5 separate regions of the Mus musculus genome follow, and regions 1, 2, 3 and 5 are each linked to region 4. A link is a contact called in public Hi-C and HiChIP or PLAC-seq data. All regions are on one chromosome and are shown on one strand. Each heading gives the region's core, a stretch centred on a gene start, on an enhancer-like site or on the middle of the called end of the contact. The rest is flanking DNA. Distances are from core to core; before and after follow the strand shown. Region 1 overlaps Rbms1 (RNA binding motif, single stranded interacting protein 1). Region 2 overlaps Rbms1 (RNA binding motif, single stranded interacting protein 1). Region 3 overlaps Rbms1 (RNA binding motif, single stranded interacting protein 1). Region 4 has its middle 32 kb from the start of Gm26422. Region 5 has its middle 54 kb from the start of Gm33436.

Region 1 (4,502 bases), core at 1,112-3,611, 380 kb before region 4:
CTGCTCTCTGCCTCTCTCCCTCTCTGCCCCTCTCTCTGCGTCTCTCTCTGCGTCTCTCTCTCTTTTCCTCTCTGCTTCTCTCTGCCGCACTCTTCCTCTCTTGCTCCTGAGTAAGCAATAAAGCTTTGCCGCAGAAGATTCTGGTTTGTTGCATCTTTCCTGGCCAGTTGCGAACGTGCGTAAGAGTGGACTCTGGAAGCAGACTGCTGGAGTTCAGATGTCACCATGACCACATTCTGTTTGCCCTTGGCAAACTAACTTTTCTCTTAGTCTTGATGTGTGTAACATGAAGCCTGGGTCACTGATTCCATTCCAACTCAAGGTCCATCAAGACATTGTGTAAGTACAGACAACAGAGCCTCAGGAAGATGTCAAGCTAGTAGGAAGTGCTCTGCCAGTATAGTCTGTGCCAAGCCCATCTTTCCCAGGCCTCTCTCTAAATATGCCACAGCCAGTTCTAATATTAAAAGTGACCTATACACAGTGCTGGTCCAGTCTCCCACCTCCTACTCTCAAGCTCCTTTGCACAAGCACATTAAAAACAGAGTGGAACAAATCACACTGAGTTCAAGTGGCAAAATATGAGAGGCGGGTGGGGGTGGGGTGGGATGGGGCGTGGCTCCCTAGGAAAGGCTATCCTCAAAACCACTAGACTGCCTGGACCTTCTCATTGGTTAGTCCAATGACCTGTAAGTCCTAAGTACACATGCATTGGCTAGAGCCTCTCTAAAATCCTGGAATTCCAGCACATACCTTCTAATACCTGAAGTGGAGACTAGCATGGGTGGAGGGGTATTAGACACGGGCATGGGCTCCATTAGGGTTGCTCTGTCTGTGCTCTTCTCAAGCTTGAAGGCCAATAGTACAAAAGGCCAGAAATTTACATCTTCCACTACCACTAAGGATATTTTCCCTCTACCCAGTGTACTGTGTGATCGACCTTTGCTGGCAAGAAGGTAAGAACTTAAAATGGCGCGACCAGTCCTAAAACTCCATTAAAATGAAAAAGGAGAGGAAAAAAAAAAGAGGGGTGAGTAAGATCTGGGTAAGCCTCTACAGTTTAGTAAAAGCTTTGAATCACTAATTTTCCCCCTAAAATACTCAGTAATGCATTTACTGTAAAGTTAAGTGAACAGATGCTGAGTGTCTGGGGATGGTGGGAGGAGCTGCACACCATGGCCTCCTGGCCTCTTGCCTAGACTGCCAACCTGCCTGTTGACAGTGGAGTGAAGCTGCACTGGATCTGCTGCCAAAGAAGCAGCCCTGCCTAGGGTGACAGCAGAGAGGATGAGGAGAAAGGGCAGCAGAGGAGGAAAATGCCAATTCATTGCCATCCCTGTACACGGTCTCTGCGATGCTTTGGAATCTCTGCTTCTTGCTCTATCTTTCCCACAAGACTCCTGGATCCCAACACACACACACACACACACACACACACACTAGGGAATTACGTAAAAATGTACAGGGCAAAATAAGGTGTCGAGAAAGAAAACAAGGAAACAGAAGTCATTCCCCATCCTGGGTCTCTGAGTTTCAGCTGGGTCCTGGAATCACAGTGGCCCTGAAGCTTCTGCCGGCTCAGCACCAATGCAGACTCTCCCGAAGCCCTTTCCTGCAGACACTCACTCGCAGGTCTCTAGGAGATGAGTTTAGCTCTGCCAGGGCTCAGGCTAATGAGGGTTCCAAGGAACTTTCTTACATCAGCTTTAAGTGAAGAGTCCCTGTTTTTCTTTAGAGTCAATTCTGACTCACTTGCTCAGGAACCTGTCATTCTCCACCACACATATATGTTTCCTGTCTCTGTTACCTCTAGGCTTATAGATTACTAGTGTGTGACAGTGCATTTTTCTACCACTGAGAAGACACAGTAAACCCTATGAGGAGCTCCTCAGATTTCTACAAGTTTCTAAATCACCCACAGAGCCCTGGATGTCCCCATCATGTTGGGAATACATAACACAGAGACAATTGTTTTCATGTTTGAGATTTTGATTATGACCAGCCACACTTAAGAAATAGTAAAAGAGGAGAGAGCAGAGCTGAGTGCAGACTGCCCCTGAAATTCAGAGGTCCTGGTGTTATGCCTGGTCCTGTCCACGGTCCCTAAGATGCATTTGCATACTTGGGGTACTTTGGGCTCTGTGTCTATGTCCTTTACAAAGCAGCTACCACTGTCCCTAATTCCCCACAGACTCTGCCTCCTGACTCTCTTCAGATGACACTTGAGAGACAACAGGAAAAGGCTTCTCCTGTCCTAAAACTTCACCCTCCCTGGACACACCCTCCAGATCCTGAGCCAAGCTGAGCTGAGCATTTTCTATTTCCTTGCTCTGACATCGTTCAGACCTGAGAGTTTCCACAGCTTCCCCCGAACTGGCATGCCACGAGTTCAATGTCCAATTCTCTAGGTTACAACTCTACGTGCTTCCCTAGGTCAAAACAAACAAAACCGGCTCCCTTGAAAAATCCAGTGACCTCATTTTGGGCAGAAAGTGCAGAGCACCTAAGGTGTATTTCCTGACACTTAGTGCTGCCAAACAGGGACAGACAGAAGCTTGCTGAGACAGTGACTACTAAGTATGCCTAACTTCACATGTTGGGTGCGGTTTTTGAAAACTGGGCCTGACTAAATTCCTGTTTTAAATACAGTAAAGAAAAAAAATTTTTTTGAAAGAAACTGAATAGAATCAGCAAATATTGTGCCCTTAAAATATGCACAAATCACACAAACCCAATGCTCATGGAGAGACGCCACGGCGCATATACATTTAGCAATCTGACTTGTACGAAGACACACACCCAATCAAAAGGTGAAGGAACAATTCAAGCAATCATAACACACAAGAAAGAGCCCTTTGTTCAAAGAAAGGACTAATTTAACTGATTTCCTTACAAATTAATGCCATCTGAGATTTGTTCTTTATTAACCAATCAGGAAAAAATAATTTTTTTTAAGTGAAGGCTAACAAAAGTGAAACACCTGTTTGTTAATGAAGCAGACACACAAGTTCCCGTTTAAGTATTCAAAAAGTTACATTGTAACACCTCTTTACATTCTAACACAGTAACTTTCAAATGAAAATTACAAATGGGCAAGAATCTCTTCCAACAATCTTCCCTACTAATGGTAGGAGTCATTTTCACTCCCCCACAAACAACCTGACTTCTCCAACACGGTGGCCCAGGAATCCCCTTTGCAGATAAAGACAGTGAATGCCTGGGTTTTTCCACTCTGCCCACACTACCACTCAGGTGTGGTGGATGAAAACCACATCAGGAGGGCTCAATTCTGACACAAGTTTCAGGTAGAACTTAAGAGACAAGAGGGAGGGGACCTGAAGGTGGGAAGACAGAGTTCTGCTGCCATTTGTAATGGTCTAACAAAGGCCTAGGAGAGAGCAGGGGAAAAGAGAGACTTCTAGAAGCTGGGAGAAGCTTCAGGCTAGAAGGATGGGAATGGGCTTGGCTGAAGCAGAGCGGTTCTGGAGCTCCTTGAAGGCTAGAGTTGGAAGATGCTTCTAGAATCATTTGTATGTTTGAGCCTTCTGTATGAAGATGAATCTTCTAACCTCCAAGTTAAAATTCAGCCACAAAGGGGAAAATGTCCTTACAACTACGTACAGTGTGTCACCAATATAATACTTCCATTATTGAAGCTCTTATGACTATGGATGTCATTTAGGCCCAATTGAGGAGTTCTGCCTCAAATAAATGAATGCTGTTAGTGATGAAATGTAATCCCCTAAGGCAGCCTAGGATTCTGACCCTGTCCCCCCACCCCCCAGTATCCTGGAATGAGATCTTCTTTATAGTCAAATGTCTAAACACAGGGACCCAAACACCATGACTGTTATAGATGAACAGAGGGGAAACTCTGGGCACAGGGAGACACCGTGAGAGCAAGAGTTTCAACGCCAATGTTAGGTAAGAGCAAAGAGCAAGGGGAAAGCCTGCTCCAGCACTCTGGGCTCCTGGGAGGAAGCATGGCTCTGTCAGTGCCCTCATCTGTCTAGCCTCAGAACAGGGCGTAAGCATCTACTAGGCTGAAATGGGCCTAGTAGATGACACACCTCACAGTGGTCCAGCCCACTACTGCACGGTGTTTCCCTGCTGTTTGTTTCTATAGCAGTAAAACAGCTATGTCACTAAAAACACGTTCAAAGAAAATGTTTTACTCCAAGTAGCCTTTTGTGTTTTACAATGTTCTCACCATTTCAGTATTATGACCAAATAAGAAAAAAAAAAAAAAGGTGACCAAAGTCAGGCTGATAAGATGGCTCAGTGTGTCAAGCGTTTGCTACAGGAACATCCTAACACCCACACTCAACAAAGTAAGTCAGGAGGAGGAAGAAGGGAAGGTCCCGCGTCGTCTGTCCACATCAGTGAGCTCCAAGTTCTCTGGGGATTCTATCTCAAAAATAAGACAGAGGTTGATAGAGGACACCTGACCTGAACTTCTGGCCTCTATATGCACAGCCACACATACATGCACACACACAGGG
Region 2 (4,644 bases), core at 491-2,990, 420 kb before region 4:
ACAAACAAACAAACAAAAAACAAACAACAAAAAAAGAAAGCCAGATTAATTAGAAGCATGTATTTCTTGATGATAATGGAAGATAGCTCAGCTAATAATTACTTGGGATTACTGTTTTGTACAGGGGCTTTAATAATAACAATAATAATAACAGCCCAAACAAAAAACCCAAACATGCATTTGAGTACATTTAAGTACACACACACACACACACACACACACACACCACCACCAACCACCACCACCACCACCAAACAAACCAAAAAAAAAAAAAAAAAAAAAAAAGAAACCCTGAAATTAGTCAAGGCTCTAGTTCTGTAGAAACAGAGTGGCCTTTTCTTTCTCCTTGCTTTGGACCAGAGCCAGAAGTAAATCTGCTGGGAGTTCTGAGAACTTGTAACTGGCATGCTGGGTGTGGTGAGTTACTTGTGGTCCTGTGAGTAGGGAGGGAATCTGAGGCCAAGCAGGAAGAGTGTCCTCATTCACGTATTAGCAGCTCCACTGGAGAAGGCACAGGTGCTAGCATGTGGCCACTGGCTCTGACCCCTGGCTCTGTTTGGCGATATCACCAGTGTAGAGCATGCAGCTGGTTTATTCGTCATTCTTTAATCTATTCAGTTACGGTGGCTAGCCTTCTCACAAAAAGTGGATGATGCTACAGAAACATACCTAACAAGATAACAGTAAACAGATGAGAAAAACAGGATGAGGGAGAAAAATTTGTATCATTTCCTTCACCACGGCCTTTCCCAACACTGAGTGATCCACATTCCCTCACAGCAGCTTAGCAAGGGAGGGGAGTTAACTGATTCTACTTGGTCATCAAGATAACAATTCTATATAATCTGGGCTCTACACTCAACACCCCAATTTTCTTGGTGATATATACAGAGGCATTTTATTTCTTAATTAAAAACTATTTACTGATATTTGCATGTATGTATGCATAGCCAGCAAATTGTATATAATGTGATTCTTAATCTTATGCATGTATGTGCTCAATGTCTGTGGGTGTACATGTGTACAAACCTGCACATGTGTGTAAGCTGGAGGACAACGTTGAGTGTCCTTCTTAGGAACAGCATCCACCTCCTTTGAGATGGGGCCTTTCAGTTAGGCCAGACCGGATAGCCAGCAAGTCCTAAGGATCCACCCGGCTCCACCTCCTGGCACCGTGACTGGAAGGGCATGGCCATGCCAGGCATTTTTCATGTGAGTTCTGGAGATTATACTTCTGCTTGCAGTCGGATACTGACTTAACTATCTACCCCTGACTCGGCCTTTGCACAGCACAGTATTAGAGGGTCGAGGTGTCCTGACAAGTGAGTGGTACCAGGACAAGAGACTCTGAAGGCCAAGCATAGCTGGAGGCAGCTTAGTCTCTGTACAGGGTGGCTAAGGCAGGATGCTTAGTCAGTGACACAAGCAGAGTCTTAACAAGCAGAAAAAGGGAGTCAGGGGCCAGGCAAAAAGAAGTCTGGTGTGTGGATAAACACTAAGGAGTTCTCTGTTGCTGGCACGGGATAGTGAAAACTCATGGGGAAAGGGCAAAGAGCAGGCGGGGTCTATAGCCATATTGATATCTGTGACTGTCTCAGTGGAAAAACAAAAGGGGTGGAAAAAGCCACAAGAAGCATGCCAAGGCTCTTTGTCGGAACAGCATTCAGAACCAGGGCCGACCTGTACATTTTGTGCAGATGTGGACAGCAGTGGGATTCAGAGCTTTCAGGCTCATGCCCAGAGATGTTTATTCTTATGACTCAGCTCGGTATAAAAACATGCAAAGACATGCTCAGCCTGGGACAAGTCTCCAACTGTGACCCTGTGGCCCCAGCATGCCTAAGACTGCACTGCTGGGGTTGTTTATAAGTGATCAGCTACACCTGTGCAGAGGGGACGGCCGCTAATGTGCCCAGAGAAACGTCACCTTGTTCTTCTAAAACTCTACTCTGGACGAGGCTTACTGGTGGGGCCCATGCAGCAGCCCAGCAGTCCTGAGTCTAAGAGTAGCAAAGTCGGCAAACCATCACATCAGTGGAAAGACTCAAGGGCAAGAGCTCTGTGGAGAAGCATAAACAGTCCTGGAGAACTCAGATGATTTACCACGATGTCTCTGTAGGCCAGGAAAGGCTGCACTGCTACAGCGGACACCCAACAGAAAGGCAATCGTGACCTCCTTAGCATGTGCGGGATGAGCTACGTCCAGAAGAGGAATGCCAGCCCATAAGCAATCCACACGCTAGAACCAAGAACTCTAAACTGGAATTGTATTTACTTATTTTTTAAATTAAAAAAAATTGAGATAGGACCCTACTGTGTGGCTCTGGTTAGAATATAACTCACTAGGTAGACCAGCTGCCCTTGAATGCAGAGATCCAGTTACCTCTGCCTCCCAACTGTGTGCTCCCCTGCTCAGTACAATTGTTACTTTTTTTAAAAAGGTAACTAAAATACGAGCGAAATAAACGTGCAGCTAAAACATATGTCCCAGCTGGGTTGTTTCCTGCCTTCAATATTAAGAAGAAAGGCAATGGAGTGAGGCCAAGTGAGAATAAGTAAAATCACACACCATACACACAAACTAGTGCGCGCGCACGCACACACACACACACACACACACACACACACACACACACACACACACACCTTTCTTACATTGAAGATGTCAAGTTATGGGCTGCTGTGAGTCAGTTTTGAGCATTTGCTGATTTTAATGATTGCTGACAATTCAGGGAACTGTTAAGCATCTTCTCCTTTCTTTGAAGGACCCTTAAGAGAAGGGATCAGATCTCCTTTCCAGAGGTAAGCCATCAGATTCTAGAAATAGCACCAGTATTCCCAAGGGAGCCACTCTGATAAGACTAATGACTGCTATACAGACTGACAAAAGATGATGATCAACCCACGTTCCTCATACTACAACCTTAGAACAAGTAGTCAGAGAGCATGGGAAATATTTACGTACACTTCTTCCCCTCAAAAGGTCAAGGCTTTTGGCAAATATATGTGCAGCAACACCAGACAGAAATAGATACGAAGTTAAAGGTGAAGAGAGAATAAAGCCACGAGTACACTATTCCCTAGATGCAAGAACCAGATAGCAATGTCTTGGGCCTGCCAACACTGGGTTTATTACAACTTAGAATGTCGTAGATGTCAAATTAAGAAGGAAACATTATGAAATTGAGTGTTCAATGGGGTAAAGTCCTGAGCCACAGTGAGTTTTGATTTTCTCAGTTCTACAGACAGAAGGCACTTCCTCAGGGTAGGTGGATGGTGGGTGGCGGGTGAGTCTAGTGGCAACACCCTCTGTGCAATGCCAGTCAGCTGGCTGAAGAGGACAGGAGCCATATGCAGACGGTTGTAGCTTTAACGAATAAAGCTGTGATGAGTTTGAATCCCCCAGTGAAATCTATGCTCCATGGAGTGATTATCAAAACAGGCGACTATATAAAGTTTCTGTTTGTTCTACCACCTCTTAACCTTTCAATATGACAGATGATCGGAAATGTGAATGCACAAAAGACACGCTGATGACCACATCTGTATGATGTTGCTTCATGTGCAGATACTGGACGAACGTGTTTCTTCCCACCTCTAGTAAATTTGAACTTAGATATGAGTCACTAACTAGGAGAGTTTACTCTGCCTTAGGATTTTTTTTTCCCTTTTGGTGCGCTCAAGCCTGCGCATGTTCATTCATATAAAATTGTACCAACGACCTACATACACATCACTCTCAAACAAATACCATGCCAGAAGCAGGTACAACTGGTTGGCACAAATGCTCCCAGCACCCAGGGACCAGTTGTATAACAGAGAACGGCCTGCCAGTTGAATCACGATGAAGTGACATCATGGGCTGGCATGGGTTCTACGTTTTAGGTGCTCCTGTCTCTCTGCTCTGTCTACCATGAAACCTGTGAGCAGCTGCATTATTAGGAATTCAATGGAGAAACAGAGTTTTCTTTGTGTGAACCTTCAAGACCAGCTTAATTCAAAACTTTACGAAGAAAATGGGATTAGCAATTGTCAATTGTTACTGCAAAATTGCTTATGTATGTAACTGATGAATCCCCAAAAGTTGTACAACCAAATGGAGTAGAGAAATAAGTCAGACAGTTTACACTGGTTGTCATTGTTCTATGGCTGCTGTCACCCAGGAGCCCTGATCTAAGATCTGTGAGTTGGCCTCACTGATAAGTTTATAAATATTGTTAAATTTCCATTTATAAACTATGACAAACCACTACTTTTAAACATTTACGTGTGTTGTTTAATATTTAATTTTACTGGAAGGCCTTTCTACTTAAAAATTACAACAACAACAACAAACTCCCAACCTGGTTGAGATAGTGCCATTACAGGCAGAAGGAGGATTCTGTCCCATCAGGCCAATTCTGAGTGGCACCTGTCATCTCCAGCAGTGAACAGCCTTATCTAGTGGCCATCCAGTATAATCTAACACACTAGCAACACATTATAGTAGAGACATTGTCCTAGTGTCCAGTGTCCTCACAGAGTAGGAAGCTCTTCAGCGAATGAAGCTCCAAAGCTCTCACTTTATTCTTCATAAATGTGATTCTCATCCCGTGGACAAGCACGGGGCAGTGGAGAGAGGCCACGGGTCGTTCTTTGGAAAGA
Region 3 (4,902 bases), core at 39-2,538, 440 kb before region 4:
TTTGACCCTTTGTTTACGTCTGCACACACAGAGAGTCTCAACAGTCAGAAGAAAATCGTGGAGAAGTACCCACAGCCTGTGTTGATGAAGTGCTTCCTGTCTGAATAGAATTATTCTGAACACTGCCACTAACCTGGCTGTGGTTTCAATGTGAAATGCCCTCCTTGGGCTCTGTGTTTAAAGACTTGGACCCCAGCTGGTGGTGCTCTTACAGGAGGTTGAAGAACCTTCAGGGAGCAAAGGCCCTCTGGAGGAAGTGAGTCAGTAGGGTGACCTTTACATCCTGTAGTCTGGCCTACTTCATATCTACTCTCTGCTTCCTGGCCTGCTAGGCTGTCAGGGAGCAGCCTTCTGCTCCTGCCACTAGAGCTGAGAGCTGTTCTGCCATAACGCCATTCCTCCATGAGACTTGCATTCTCATAGCATGAGCCACAGCACTTGAAGGGAGTAAGCATCGCGTACCATGGTCTAGAGCCTTATCCTAGAGGAAGCCACAGATGAAGGCCTTGCAGGTACTGACCCGGGAGAGGAGACTGTAGGCAGGCCGTTTTCCATGGGAAGCAGTGGGGAATGTGTTGGCAGAGCTCTGAGGATGCGCTACGAGACTGCCTGGGTAAGGTTCTTTACAAACTGACTTAAGAGGGGTTACATGGTCACTGCAGGGCACCAGTGGTGACCAAAAAAGTAAGTGTAAGAAATTTCCCAAGAGCTAAATTTATTCTGTGATTCTGGCTTTTCATCCTTGAACGTTCACACCGGCCGGCCTCGGATTCTTTTCTAACATCACAAAAAAACTTTAACTCTACCTGAAAAACTATCCAAAAAGCCCTAGTTTTGTTTACCTTACTAATAGTTAAATAAAAAAAAAGTTAAAAAAAAATAAAAGCCTAAAACTATTCTGTGTTGGAGAGCAGGAGCTGGGCACTCTTGCTTTGCAAGTGGACCAAGAGTAATCAACAGGATTCATGTCAGTAACAACAAGGGTTATTTCTATAGATAACCAAGGGGAAAAGGAAGCTCAAAATAACTTTAAAAAAGCACACTTGATGGGATTTGTGTAATTCTTACCTTTAAATTAAAACAAAACAAAACAAAAAAACTCAGTAAAGTTCTGTAGAATAGTCTATGAACTGAGCAGACCATAAACAAAAGAATTCACATGTGAGAATCCAGGCAGCAGCCAGGAAGGCTTGACACTTCCCTGTCCCTGCAGGCCAGGCTGGGGTGGGTCAGCAATGGTGTCTCCACACACTTCCTGTCTCCACCCTGCTGAGGCAGCAGAGAGGCAGCTCCTTGGCTTCCTGCTTCCTTAGCTGCTTTGTTTAAACTTTATGCTTAAAAGACTGAGCCCAGCAAGACAGCTCAGTAGGTGAAGGAGGCTGGCCCTGCCTGCAGCCTGATGAAGAAGAGTATGATTCCTGGAACCCACAGAAGGGTGACAGGCAAGAATTGATCCCAAGAAGTTGTCTGCTGATGAGTCATGGTGTAAGTGTGTACACATTCCAACTCAATCACTCACACACACACACACACACACACACACACACACACACACACACACACACACAACTAGAGTGAAAGACAATTTAAATTAAAGTAAAATGTGTCTTAAATGTGAGAGAAGTATTTCATGGATCCTTAGAACCTGGAATGACTACTACTCAAAAGACATCCGAAATACTAGTGTTACAAGGAAATTTGAAAGCATGACACCATATGAATGGGGAATGACATCAATGAACACAGTAAGACTGTCACACAGGACAGCTATACAGACACTGTATGCACGCATATATATATATATATACGTATATATATATATATATATATATATATATACACACACACACACACACACACACACACACACACTAACAGTTATTTTCAAGTGTAAACTACTTGCCCTTTAAAGTTCAAGTGTGCCTTCTCTGGAGGGGACTGGCTACGAAACAATTCAGATGGAGGTGAAACTACTGTTTGTAGACCCAACCCCAGATACTGCTGGGTAATGGTGTAATTGAGAGTCAACTATGGTAGGTAGACTTTCGTTTTGAAAGTTGTGTCTGTGTGTATACATGTTTTTGTGTAGATATACATGTCTGTGTATACATGTTCGTGTGTGTGGATAAGTGTGCAGTGGAGGTTGGAGAACAACCTCGGTGTCACCTTCAGGAACATGTTCTTAGAGACAAGGTCACACACTGGCCTTGAACTCACCAATTAGGCTAGACTGGCTGACCACTGAGCTTCAGGGCTCCTCCTATACTTGTCTCTGAGGCAATGGCATTACAAGGGCATTGCTACATCCTTGCATCTTCACATATGTACTGGGGACCAAATTCAGGTCCTTAAGCTTGCAAGGCAAGCACTTGATTTCCCTAGCACCCCTGAGCCATCTCCACAGCCCCAAGGTGGGCTGGCTTTCTGCTCATTTGGATAATACAAATTACATATAATCTTCATTCTAATCATGATACCACAACTCTCTCCTATAAGGAATATGGCATTTGTCTTAGAACTGCAGTAGAATACAAAATACAGTCCTAGACAAAAATCAAGTATCTTCCTTACTACTTGGTGGTTGGGAGCTCAGCTTATCAAAACACTGCTTTCTTTCACCTGACCAGGCCCACCAGGCCAGCCTGAGACCTTCCAACAGGTCAGTGCCTGCTCCAAACCACATCCAAAAAGGTGATAATTGCCCCCCTTAACACCCAGGCAGGTCTACACTGGGCTCATTAATCGCTTCAAGTCCTGTGTGCTTCCTCTCAAAACACCTGGATTCAGAAAGAAGGCAGAGAACAGCCTTAAACCGCAGCTCAATGCCTAGAACCGACTCCCAACCCTCCTCAAACCCCGGGTTCGTCACAGAAGCAGCAGGGCAGGGTGACGAGAATAAGCATTTTCAGGTTCACTCAATGAAATATCAAACTTTCTCCTCCTAGTGGCTGGGCATAAAACACAAGACACCCTGAAGAACAGAAGAATCGGAAACAACTTTTGACAGGAACTCGGAAGGTATTAAGTGACAACCTAGGCTTTCGAAAACCAGCAAGCGCTTCAGAGAGATGAAGCTACAGGACTTTCCTGCCTGAACAGGAAAGAGAGCAGATGCGTGATTTGTCTGAAAGACGAACCTAGAGCCATGTGTCGTGTCCCAAGATGCCCACGCCTGTACATCATTCCATGATGATCAATTTGAGAACTCAATTCTAGGAACAGTTTGGTTTTTTTTTAAATGAGGACATACTGTGTTACTAACTGTAGAGTATCCATCTACAGTACCAGAGGGTTCTATTCTATTTCTCTGATACAACACTCTACAAGGGGTGCCACGACAGAACATTGATGAAACTGGTGGACAATGTGGGATTTGTATTTGTGCTGAATTTGTAAGGAATATGTGAGCATTTAGCGTTAAGAGTCAGGAAAAGCTATGCCAAGTGCTGCTGCGATGAGCTCTGAGTTAGCTCTCCACAGTCAACCCTGGGAGGGTTTCCACATGCAATCTTGTGGAACCTTTGGCAGCCAGCAAAGCAGGCACAGCGCTAGTCCTGTGCTCCAAAGGAAGCCGAGAACTGCGCAGGGAAACATACCAACACACCGCACGCATCTTTCCACTTCCCTGCAGCGGAAACACGCCAGGCAGGGAAACCGTATCATTTCGTAAGTCTGCAGTAGAAAGAATGGTTTTGTGTAAGGCTCCTTCTGGAGTTTACTTAGCTGCCAAACTTGAGTGGCAATGTGTGTTAAGGAAATGGTTAGCCAAAACAGAACAGACTATTACTAGGCCTGAGACGGGACTCTAGCTAAGAAAAGTGCCAGCTGAGGAAAGCATGCAACATGTTAACCCTCTCCCCTTCAGGGAACACGAAAGCTAACATCTAATCCTTTAGTCACACCCATCCAGGGTATGACGTTTAAATTCATATAAAAACAAGTAGGGACTTGAAGAGATTATGGGGGGCAGAGGAGACCACCTCAATAATAGTCTTTAAGTGAAACACTGAATGCTATATAATATATACCTAAGATTTTTTATTGAAATGGAGGGAAGAAAGATATTTATTTATCCTAGAAAAAAAAATGGCTAAGATCCTTTAGCTCACCATGTAACAAGAGCAAAATGATGAGTTATTAAAAACTATTCCACCAAGACTTCACAACACGGTAAGGAGGACTAGTTTTACAATCTGAGAGGAGGTATTATTTATAGCTATAAGCACAGTGGGGACACAATTACTCAGGCTAAATGGTTATCTGACTGTGCTACCTATTGCTTGAAAAGGCAGAGGGAGAGAGAGAGGGAGGGGGAGGGGGGAGGGGAGGGGAGGGGGGGAGGGAAGGGGAGGGGAGGGGAGGGCAGGGGAGGGGAGGGGAGGGGAGGGGAGGGGAGGGGAGGGGAGGGGAGGGGAGAGAAAGAAACAGAGACAGAGACAGACAGAGGCAGCCAGACACATAGGCACAGAAAGAGAGACAGAGCCAGACAGTGAATTTGTAAGGTTTTTATCGGGGCGGGGGAGTATTTCCTTAAATGCAGTTTATTATGAAAGTAATGAACCATCTTTTGGAAATGCCAAGGTGTGATAATTTTCAGCTGATCAAATGCTACTCAGGAGAAGGAAAGCAGCAAACCAGGGTCTGGGAGCATCTAAGCTGTCTACTGACGCCCGGGCTGCTGGTACTGTCATGGAGACACAGCCAGCCAGAGACAACCCAGAGATGAAAATTATAGGCCAGGAAGTTCCAAGGGGGGTTGTTCAAGTGGCTGTGAGACAAACACTGGCATGCTAGAGACCACAGCGACCATCACTTTCTTGGTATCCACTTCCATTACTCTTGCTAAACACAAAGGTGCGCTAGACTGTGCTCAGGGTTCTTTTCCATGCGTTCTTCTCAACT
Region 4 (5,010 bases), core at 359-2,858:
TAGGTTTTGAGAGACCTTGCAGTGAAGGATCCTGAGAGAGGTCAGCGATCCTGTTTCTATGGTCATCTCCATGGTACTCTTTCTACCGGTTTCTTGGTGGGGTAGACACAGCAGGAAACACTCACAGGCAAAGCCTGTGTTAAGACTCAGCACACAAAAGGGCTGTTTGTCTTCACCCATATTAGTGTGGTTTATGACTGTCTGAAGTTTAGATCAAACAAATCAATGTAGCTCCCTGTAAAGAGATAAGAGACCGCGTATGGAAAAGTTTACTTTACTTTGGGGTAGGTTTTCTCTATGTAGCTTTGCCTGGCTTCAGACATAAGCCTCCTGTCTCAACCGCCTAAGGCCCGGGATTTTAGGTGTGTCATGACACCTAGCTATAAATTAAATTAGCAAGAATCTCAGTTCAAAGGGTACCAGGGTTAACTCTGAAATCATCTTACCAGAAACTAGCAAACTGTTCTAATATATTTCATATGAAAAGATGATTGAGAATGTGAAGATAACTCTTATCCAAAAAACCACATTGAATTCACAGAATTAAAGGAAGAATGGAGGAGCAAGGGGGAAGATATACTCTTATTTAAATGGAAAAACAGCCAATCCTTCAGCCTCCTTTTGAATTAAGTTGACGTAACAATTGTTGTAATGGGCATTTATCTTACTCAACTACTTCCATGTAGTACTAATATAAACAGAGAATAATAGGCTGTGGAGAGAAGTCTTGACATGTCTCACAGTAACTGGAATAACTGAGGCTGGAAAAGTTTAGGAGTTTGCTGGATACTATTTCTTGATATACAACAAACATTTGTGAAGGAATTAGGGGTGTGTATAACACTCAGAAAGCTAAGATATGCCATTAATACTGTCTAAGGGATAACAGTGCACAAGAATTTATTCCATCCTATGTCTTACTACACCTAACACTGAAGGGCTTACTGCGTCCCCAGGAACAGTCTCAGCATGGAGGGACACATTGAAACATGCAGAAAGTTCTTTGCCTTTTGTGCACTTCAGATGAGGAGCATAATTTTCTCTCTGACTTTCATATTCACAGACACCTTGTAAAGGATGGTTAAAACCTAGCCACAATGAAAATTGAGTAACATCTGGTGTTTGAGCTTTGAGGTTTTCATATTATTCACAGGTTACTGTTTACCAAGTTTGTTCAACAATTGCCTCATCACACAAAGTTCCCTTTGTCCTGTTAACACAGCCATCTACTTTGGTGTTTCTGAAACAATGCCCCATTTCACTTGGGACAGATTACAGGGTTGGTTTTAACGACAAAGGAAGCACTTTATGCGACTATTTGAACAGTACCACCTGTGGGAACTTGCCCCCGACTCTTCCCAATTCAAGATTTAAACTTTGCCCTAGTCACAGGAGGGCTGCTGTGAGCACTGCCAAGAAAACAAGAACAAGATGGACTGTCCAGAAACCCAGATCTTTTGAGCTAAGTGTCTGGAGAGAAACAGCTTGATCCACCAGCAGCTCAAACTTTGTTATCACAACAAAGCAGAACATTCCTGATTTCACTTTGTAGTGCACACTGGGACCCAGTAGGACAGCTGGTGGGTGCACACAGTGACTGAGAAAGAAGGCAGCATCTTTGCAGTGTGCCCAACAGGGCACAGCTGGTTGGGGAAGGCAGTCTAGGCATGCTCAGTTGCTGCTTTTGTTTGTTTGTTGGTTAACTGAACTGAAGGTTGAAGTCCTTTACTGTTTGTTTGTTTGTTTGTTTATTTCCTCTCCCCCCAAAAATGTTGTATAAAAGGGCTTTGGGGGGAGATAGGACAAGTTCAAGGGAAGAAAAGATCAATTGTTATTCAAGAAAATGAAAAACTAATACGATTTGTCCCTGGAAAAGAGCTATTCACCGTAAGGCTATAGTCATCATTGTCTTGGAATTTTGACTATGCTGGCATTAGGCAGGCCACTGACTGTGGCTTGTCCTTTTATTCCCCTCTGTCTAGCCTGCTCCCACCAGCTGTTAACAGAAAACAAATGTCACTAATTTTAAGGGAAATGCTTATATTGAAGCTCTTTAGTTCACAGTCAACAATTTCAAAGAAAATAGGAAGGAGATGAAAAAAACATTAGAGCTGATCACAGTGATTAACAATAGTAACAATTACATTATCTTAAATTAATGAGGCAAAGAATACAATAACAGATGTCACTAACTCTTCTTTCAAGTCCTGAATGATTCCAGAAATGATAGAAAATAAAACCCAAAGCTCACTCACTAACTCTGTCTGTCTTTCTGTCTTTCTGTCTGTCTGTCTGCCTGCCTGGCCTTATCTATCTATCTATCTATCTATCTATCTATCTATCTATCTATCTATCTATCTATCTATCTACCTACCCATCCTCTATTTTGCTCCTGTTCCTTTATTCTCTTGTCAGATCCCAAGGACTCCGTTGCCTTTGAGTTCAGACAAGAACAAGTTTTCATCCATTTTCCCACATTTTTTGAGCATTTATAAATGCTAGCTGAGTTATGAGTCATGGCCAGGCTTTGCGGTATCATTGTACCAAGAGCACATAACATGTTTTCTACCTGTCGATGTAAATTATTGCCTGCATGCAGAACTCCAGGAATGATTTGGCTTCCTGCCCACGCAAATGACTTCTCATCCTTCACATTTCAATTTAATGCCAGTGTGTACTATAAGATGTATGTTCAATCCTACAAATGAGTTGCATGTGAATTTCAATTTCAGAAAACCTGGACTGAATTTTAAAAGAAAACATTTGGGATATATTGCAGGGGAGCTGGTTGTGTGCTAGGTGCATTCTAACTATGCTGTATAGTCAAGAATACTGATAGAATTTAAGGACTACGGTGAGCTAAGAAGGAAGGAAGGGAGGGGGAGAAAAAGAGAGAGGGAAGAAGAAATGAAAGAAGGAATAAAGGAAGTCAGGTTGGTTTTTATATTTTCAACTTATATTCCTAAAGATGTAAAAGATATATTGTGTTCTTTTTCAGTTACAATTTTCCCTCCCAATTTGTCAACTCTCATCTCCTGACCACTGGCATAGTTAAGCCATGTCAAATTAGAAAGAAAGGGACAACATCTTGAAGCGGAAGGTAAGGATTCAGCAAGTATTTGTTGTATAGAGTCTTGTCTTAGTTAGGGTTTCTGTTACTGTGATAAAACACTATGACCCAAAGCAATTTAGGGAGAAATTTGAGGATTTATTTCAACTTACAGTTCCATATCATAGTCCACCACTGAGGATATTCAGGGTAGGAATCTGGAGGCAGGAGCTGATGCAGAAGCCATGGAGGAGAGCTGTTTATTGGCTAGCACCTCATGACTTGCTCAGCCTGCTTTCTTATAGAACCCAGGACAACCAGCTCAGAGATGCTACCCCCACCCCCACAGTCATCTGGGCCTTTCACACATAAATTATTAATAAAAAAAATGCACTACAGGCTTGTGGATAGGACAATCTGGTGGGGGCATTTTCTCAACTGAGGTTCTCTCTTCCAGAATGACCAAGACTAGCTTGTGTCACAAAGCTATTCCAAGCAGAGTTCAGAAAGGAACTTTAAACTTCCTTCCTTCATGCTAAGACTCTATTATCAGATAAAGATCTATGTGAAATATATTATTACAACGCATTTGAAGTTTAACTAAAATGCTGCCAAATAAAATTTTCTACATATGAAAATGTTTATTTCAAAGGTTCATTTCTTTTTAATAAAGAGGGTCAAAGATTATAAAAACTAAACAACAACATAGTCGAAAAGAAAATCAAAACAGACGCTACTCTGAGAGAAAGGAATGATGGGCAATGAATGGGAAGAGAATATGTCCCCCCTGTATCATGGCAGCAGAGTTAGAGTATCCTGCAGACAAGGATGACTGTACAGACATTCTCCTCTACTTGAAGCCACAAATCTCCTATAAAAGCCATGAGCTACTTCTGTTGGGTAAACACACATTTAGTAAATATCTTACATTGTGCCTTGTTAGGCCAATCTTATTAGAGATTTTTCACTCAACTGTAGAATAGAACCAACAAAGTGAAACGGTGTTTAAAGGACTTTTTTTTTTTAACTTTGTGGAGAAAACTCCAATGCTACATAGCAATTCTTCCTCATTTTCTACTGGCTTTCTTTCTAGTAGAATTCTCATTTGAGGTTTGATTTGTGATGCAGACATCAGGAAGTTACTGTTGAATCCTGGGCTGTTATTTTGTCCATTTGCTGTGATTCTGTGTGGTTGCTGAGAATATGGAACAAAATCAGTTGGTCCATATTACAGTAAAATGCTATGGGCAAGGAAGAAACACTGGGGATAAGATGTCTATTAGAGCTGTAGCTGGAAGTCATCACTTAGAAGTTAAGGTCATGCCTCTAACCTTTAGCACTTAAGTAATGTGTTTCTACTTTGCTATATATTGCCATTAGCTTTTATTGTTTATGTGAGCCTCCAGCCCAAGCTAGAAGATAGGCTTCTTAAAGATAAAGGCCATATCCATCACTGCTTTTATAATGCGCTAGACTCTGATATGTGGCCAAAGCATCTTTCTGGTTTTAACTTTTCATGTTTATACAAAGGCCCTACTGTGGTATAAGTAATCTCTTCCTTGGCTATCAGTGAATGTCCACAGAACTCTCGAACGGAAAGTTACATCCTATTTAGTCAGCTTTCTTCCTTTCCAGACAAGAAAACCAAGAGATATTTGGCCCAAAGTCAGATTCATAGCTTTTGAACATCAGGAAAGGGTTCGTCTTATGTTTGAGTCAACTCTGGCCCAGACACCTGGTATTTCTTGGCATGGAGCCTTAACAAGAGCCATAATCGATGAATGGACATTTGTGGTTTATTCAAATTAAGATAAATCTCACTCATCAGTTGACATAAGGTAAATTAATTTCTAAGTATAATTTTTATACACCAAACACTTGGGTGGAAATAGAGAAATGGGATGAGTAACAGTGGAGGAGATGCCAAGTTTCCTAACAAAGTCTCTCTGTAAGGGTTTAGC
Region 5 (5,052 bases), core at 2,150-4,649, 500 kb before region 4:
CCACATGGTGGCTCACAACCATCTGTAATGAGATCTGCTACCCTCATCTGGGGTATCTGAAGACAGCTACAGTGTACATATATATATGTATGTGTGTGTGTATATATATATATATATATATATATATTTGTGTATGTATATGTATCTATATGTATGTATATGTATACATACATATATATATATGTATGTATTATTTGTTTTATATATATAAAATAAATCTTTTTAAAAAATGTAACAACTTACAACCCACTGAATAAAATAAGAGAACTTGAATCCCTATTCATCCAGATAAGGGAATGAGTAACAGGGTGAGAGTGTTTCCATGACTTCAAAGTACTTTCTCCAAGCTACTTTGTAACTGCCAAGTAGCAAAGGGTAACTGTATGGCACACTGGCTGGCAGATGTCACTGTGGCTATGTGAGAAGCAGGACATGCCTAGAAACAAAGCAAGCTGACATCATGCTTTCTTGACGGAAGCCAGCTTTACTCGGTGGTAATCCTGCCAGCGGCAGATGACCCAGAAATGTCAGATACCAATTGGAGGATATGTCCCCAAATAACTGGTTTATAATCCTCAATTGTATTGAAGTCATGAAAGTCAAGGACAGATGAGCTACTTCATACTGAGAGAAAATAAAAACGGGACAATTGAGTGCATTGTGGGATTTCCAGCTGCATCTTTTTGCAACAAAGAACAACTCGAGACTCATTGATGGAACCTGACTGTGGTCGGAGGGCTTATCTGTGGTAACATTACTTACCTTATTTTCATAGTTGAATTGTGATCATACAGAATTGTCCTTTGTGTGGTGTCGTAAGCCGGTATTTTTCTTTCAAACAGATCAGAGAAGATCTTTGTACTGTATTTGGCATTTAAAAATAATCTAAATATTTACTTCATCAAATGTCTTCCCAATGGGGACACACATTATAGAAAACAGACATTTCTTGTTAATTTAGGAGAAGGAATGAGGACTAATGTTAACAGCATTTGACCGTAGGCCATTCAGGACCCTGTGTTTCCTGTCCTCAGTTCTCAAGGGTCTGCCGGCTGGCAAACCAGGGATGCACTATCATTTCTGAGAATCCTCGGAAAAGGTACCGTGTAAGGAAACAGAAGTTACTGTTTGCTTGTTCTCCAGTGTGCTGGCTATGGAAAAGGCCTCTTACCCAAATGTGCAATCTAGTGACAGCCTTGAACTGTTTCTGGTGAAGCAGAGTAGACAGTGTCCTGAGAGTAGCTTAAAATGCTCTGTAAGCCACTAGAGGTATTGTGATCTCATGCACACTCTCAGTGTGAGTGTCAAGCAAGAGAAAGGAGCTCTAAGAGGGATGAAGTACATGGGCTAAGAGCCTTTGACTGGAACATAATTCAGCACACCGGTTAAGAGTCTATAGCATCTCAAAATCACTTGCAGAGAACAGTCCTTTGCCGTACCCAAGAAGAAACCACCTATTCAATGAACAGATATTCAAGAACCATTACAGATATCGGCTGATTCATAATCTGTAATTGAGGACAAATGATAGCTGGTTAAAAAAAATTCAGAATGCTGTATAGAAAGCATCTGATATGCTACTCGATTAAATACACAAATAGGAGACAACATAACGCCTTCTTGTTACATCAGTGGCTTCAGACCAGGAGCAGCATAGCAATGCCCACTCTCGGGACTTCTGCTCCAAGCCTCACTTGGGCAAGGGCAGAGCTGAGGTAGGTGTTTGTACCTGTCACAAGGTCTAGAAAGCAGTGAACGCTCTGGAGTAGTTCTTATCAGAGATGAGGAATAGGTTGGTGTGTCAGAGCTTCTCAGGAGAAATGCTGTGGTCCTTCACAGATCTCCCAAACTTCTTACATAGCTCTTGATTTTGTTACTTGACATTGCCACATCAAGACGATAAACTTACCATTTCTCCCTCAAGGAACAATTCATTCGAGATCATGTCATGTTACCTTGCTTTCCAATGTGTTATACAGTATCTTAAGGAAAAAAAAATATTTTTATGTCTATTTGGGTGCCTACAGAGACTGGTAGAGGGCACTGAATCTGGAGTTACAGGTGGTCATGGGCTTCCTGGGTATTGGGAGCCAAAGTTGGATCCTCTGGAAGAGCTGCTCCAGTCTTAACGAATGGGCCATCTCTCCTGCATTTGCATAATAATTTGCATAGTTTTAGACATAAATAAAAATGTTCCACAGGCCTTTCCATAAGGTCTTTATCCACTAAGCACTCTGAAATACAGTCTCAACTTTCATACTTAAATATTTCATACTTAAGGTTGTATTGTACCTACAATTCTGTACTCAACACCTTGGCATGAGTACTCTTCTGGTCACCAAAGTTCTCGCTTCATATTTCAAGAATCTATCATGCTCCCAATTAGTCAGGAAGGAAACTGTTGTGAGTCTTTGGATGGAGCAGGGCAGGGGGCGATCCTGGTGACCTAGTGACTGCTGTCAGTTGAGGTACATGGGGGCGGCGAGCTGCTGGGGTGGAGTGTGCAGCCAGCAGTAAGGGGAAGAGATAAAACTGAGCTTCTCTGGGATGTTCAACCCAGAGAAGTACAGCGCTGTTGAGTGACAGTTGCTCACTTCAGACTGACTTCTTCTGGAACAGGATTCTGGCTTATTCCAGTTGGCAGAACCAACACTAGGAGGTGAAATGGCAAGAGTCTCCACTTGGCAAGAAGATGTGAAGGCTGTTAGAGATACTCTGTGAAGTGTGGGGAAGCATCATTAGAGGAACAAGCAGCAGAACAGCTTTAGGGGCACCAAAGGGTGGGGTATGTCTATTCTTCTTTATGTTCTGTGCCCATGTGAATGATCAAGTCTTCACATTTTAGAATAATAATAATAGCACTACTGTGTGTGTTTAAGCCAATGCCACCTGCTTTTAATTCGGAGCAGCTAGGGAGACCTAATGGTACTTTGTGCCTAGCTATGTGCTTGCCAGCTCTTTGGCTTTTGCTGTTCCGTGGCCACCTCTGGCCTTAGAAATCCCACCAAAGTCACTCTGCAGTCTAAGCAACAAAGCCCACAATGTGGGTGCTTGCTCCCATCTCTATGATTAATACGACTATTTGGGGTCTTCCGTTGAAGCCCAAATTTGAGCAGGACATGCTCTGAGACATTCAACACTCTCTGGCAGTTGGCCTTGAAGTTCGTACTGCCTCTGGTCTCTTTCTGGGCTCACACTGAAGGTTGAATAATAAAATCCTCCCTCTAGTGGCTCCAGCTCAAACATGATCTTATCTTACAGAGATGGAGCTCTAGTGCCTGAGACACTCTGGAGCCCATGAGTAAGATTCAAATTCCACTGCTGAGCACTTGATCCCCCAGAAGGCTATGCACGCACACCTCCTGGCTGTGCCAGTGACCCCAGATACTGATGATCCTGACCAGTGCACAGCAGCCAGCCACAGAGCACATGGTCACCACCCTGTCCCCAGCCATGGCTGAAGATGCTGATCTCACTGCTTTGGTATTTAAGAAACCGCTTAGCTTTCTTCAAACCCAAGTTCTGATTCTTCTGCCCTCCCCCAACTACTGGATACATTAGGCTTTTTGTGGAAAGGGGAAGAGGGAGAGTGTGATAGGCTGATGATCTCTGTAGCAATGTTTCTGGGTCTGTCTCTTTTGGGCTGTGCAGACGGGGAGAAGCTACTTACTGTTGGTTGTGTGTCCAAATTTAAACAGTCCCTAAGGGGCTAGGGAGCCTCACCTTTCTCCCACTGATATTGTATTTGTGCTCCCTTGGACATACAGAGGGCCTTCACTCATCAAGTCAAGGATGCTGGGGTACCGGGACTCTAGCACTCTGCAATGCCACCAAAGGCAGCAAGCACACACTAGAGAACTGTTGTATCCATACTTTTCCTTTTTCCAACCCACAGTTCAACCTTTCCACTTTGCCGACTAGAAGGTAATTTTGACACAAGCTAACCTCCCAGCAAACTTTGGCTTATCCACAGAAGTGCTGCCCCTTGTCTTTGTATACTAAGTCAACATGTAACTACGTCAAGTTCCATGTACATAGGTGTTCCTAAACTCCTGGAAATGGCTAGCCCATGTCCATCATTCTGCATGAGAATTAGAGAGTCCTCAATGAAATATTTAAGGGAAAAATACCTCTGCATTGCACATGCATGGACTATCTTCCTGTCATTATGAACGTTACAATATAACTGTTATTAGACAGCATTTTGTTGCATTAGGCATCACACAAGATCTAGCAATGACTCAAACTATATAGGCAGTTATATGCAAATATTTATTTATTCATTCATTTAATTTATGAGTACACTGTAGCTCTCTTCCATTACACCACAAGAGGGCCTCAGATCCCATTACAGATGTTGTGAGCCACCATGTGGTTGCTGGGGACTGAACTCAGGATCTCTGGGAAGAACAGTCAGTGCTCTTAACCACTGAACCATCTCTAGCCCCCACAAATTTATTACTTAAGGGACTTAAGTATGTGTGGATCTTGGCATCTATGGAGTCTTAGGACCCATACCCCCTGTGGATACCAAGGGATGACTGTCTAATGTAGTCAGTTGGATACACAGGGAACGTGAGACCTTATTAGGTTAACAAAGCTTACGATGCCATGCAACTTAGTGATTCCTCTGGCTTCTGCTGTTATTCATAGGGAAGGGCACATAGGTATGTAGTTAGTAAGCGTGGTGGCATCTATTCCTTAAGTTCCGAAATGCCCTTTTTGTCTGAAGCCATGCTCCGCCTGGGATGTGGCATCCTTTGTCTCTGAAGCATTGCTCAGCATCAAGGGGACATATTTCCTCTGCTCAAGAAGCCATCAAGAACTGGGTATAGGGTTTCTCAGCTGTTCCAAGTAAAGGGATCTACATGTCTCTTACCTAATTCAGACAGCACGCCACGGACCTCAGGAGTCATTCAGAAACGAGGGCCTGCGGGACGGTGCAGCGAGCTGACTGAATTTGATCTCTAGGGTCACACGGCAGAGACAGAACTTAACTTACACAAGTTGTCCCCTGACTCCCAAGTGTGCACTGTGGTTTATGAGCAGCCT

What was found. Hi-C and Micro-C count contacts between places; a contact is called where the count stands out from the background. HiChIP or PLAC-seq counts read pairs in DNA pulled down with a chosen protein or histone mark.
Region 1: a FOXA1 HiChIP or PLAC-seq map of pancreatic cancer cells shows a contact between it and region 4. The contact joins two enhancer-like sites. A contact is called at or near these places in 4 of 115 datasets of contacts at active chromatin or transcription factors (the NIH/3T3 cell line, embryonic fibroblasts, embryonic stem cells and 1 more).
Region 2: a FOXA1 HiChIP or PLAC-seq map of pancreatic cancer cells shows a contact between it and region 4. The contact joins two enhancer-like sites. A contact is called at or near these places in 1 of 484 Hi-C or Micro-C datasets (muscle stem cells) and 1 of 115 datasets of contacts at active chromatin or transcription factors (pancreatic cancer cells).
Region 3: a contact with region 4 is called in an HNF4G HiChIP or PLAC-seq map of pancreatic cancer cells. The contact joins two enhancer-like sites. A contact is called at or near these places in 2 of 115 datasets of contacts at active chromatin or transcription factors (embryonic stem cells and pancreatic cancer cells).
Region 5: a contact with region 4 is called in a Hi-C map of muscle stem cells, with 1.5 times the contacts expected there. The contact joins two enhancer-like sites. A contact is called at or near these places in 1 of 15 datasets of contacts at CTCF or cohesin (large pre-B cells), 2 of 484 Hi-C or Micro-C datasets (bone marrow-derived macrophages and muscle stem cells), 1 of 115 datasets of contacts at active chromatin or transcription factors (embryonic stem cells) and 1 of 9 other capture datasets (embryonic stem cells).

The regions. Positions count from the first base shown.
Region 1 is chr2:60,862,835-60,867,336 of GRCm38.p6, forward strand. All of the region lies in intron 1 of Rbms1 (RNA binding motif, single stranded interacting protein 1), which reads right to left. Among named protein-coding and RNA genes, the nearest start is that of Rbms1, 16 kb to the right of the region's middle. Within about 2 kb of position 2,362, at least 90 of the 459 cell types and tissues checked have an H3K27ac peak or open chromatin away from gene starts, as enhancers often do. A contact at or near this core is called in the NIH/3T3 cell line, embryonic fibroblasts and pancreatic cancer cells, where this site is marked.
Region 2 is chr2:60,825,456-60,830,099 of GRCm38.p6, forward strand. The region is part of intron 2 of Rbms1 (RNA binding motif, single stranded interacting protein 1); the gene reads right to left. Among named protein-coding and RNA genes, the nearest start is that of Rbms1, 54 kb to the right of the region's middle. Within about 2 kb of position 1,741, at least 64 of the 459 cell types and tissues checked have an H3K27ac peak or open chromatin away from gene starts, as enhancers often do. A contact at or near this core is called in muscle stem cells and pancreatic cancer cells, where this site is marked.
Region 3 is chr2:60,809,538-60,814,439 of GRCm38.p6, forward strand. The region is part of intron 2 of Rbms1 (RNA binding motif, single stranded interacting protein 1); the gene reads right to left. Among named protein-coding and RNA genes, the nearest start is that of Rbms1, 69 kb to the right of the region's middle. Within about 2 kb of position 1,289, at least 192 of the 459 cell types and tissues checked have an H3K27ac peak or open chromatin away from gene starts, as enhancers often do. A contact at or near this core is called in embryonic stem cells and pancreatic cancer cells, where this site is marked.
Region 4 is chr2:61,245,568-61,250,577 of GRCm38.p6, forward strand. No RefSeq gene overlaps it. Among named protein-coding and RNA genes, the nearest start is that of Gm26422, 32 kb to the right of the region's middle. Within about 2 kb of position 1,609, at least 56 of the 459 cell types and tissues checked have an H3K27ac peak or open chromatin away from gene starts, as enhancers often do. A contact at or near this core is called in the NIH/3T3 cell line, embryonic fibroblasts, embryonic stem cells and 2 more, where this site is marked.
Region 5 is chr2:60,744,437-60,749,488 of GRCm38.p6, forward strand. No RefSeq gene overlaps it. Among named protein-coding and RNA genes, the nearest start is that of Gm33436, 54 kb to the left of the region's middle. Within about 2 kb of position 3,400, at least 77 of the 459 cell types and tissues checked have an H3K27ac peak or open chromatin away from gene starts, as enhancers often do. A contact at or near this core is called in muscle stem cells, where this site is marked.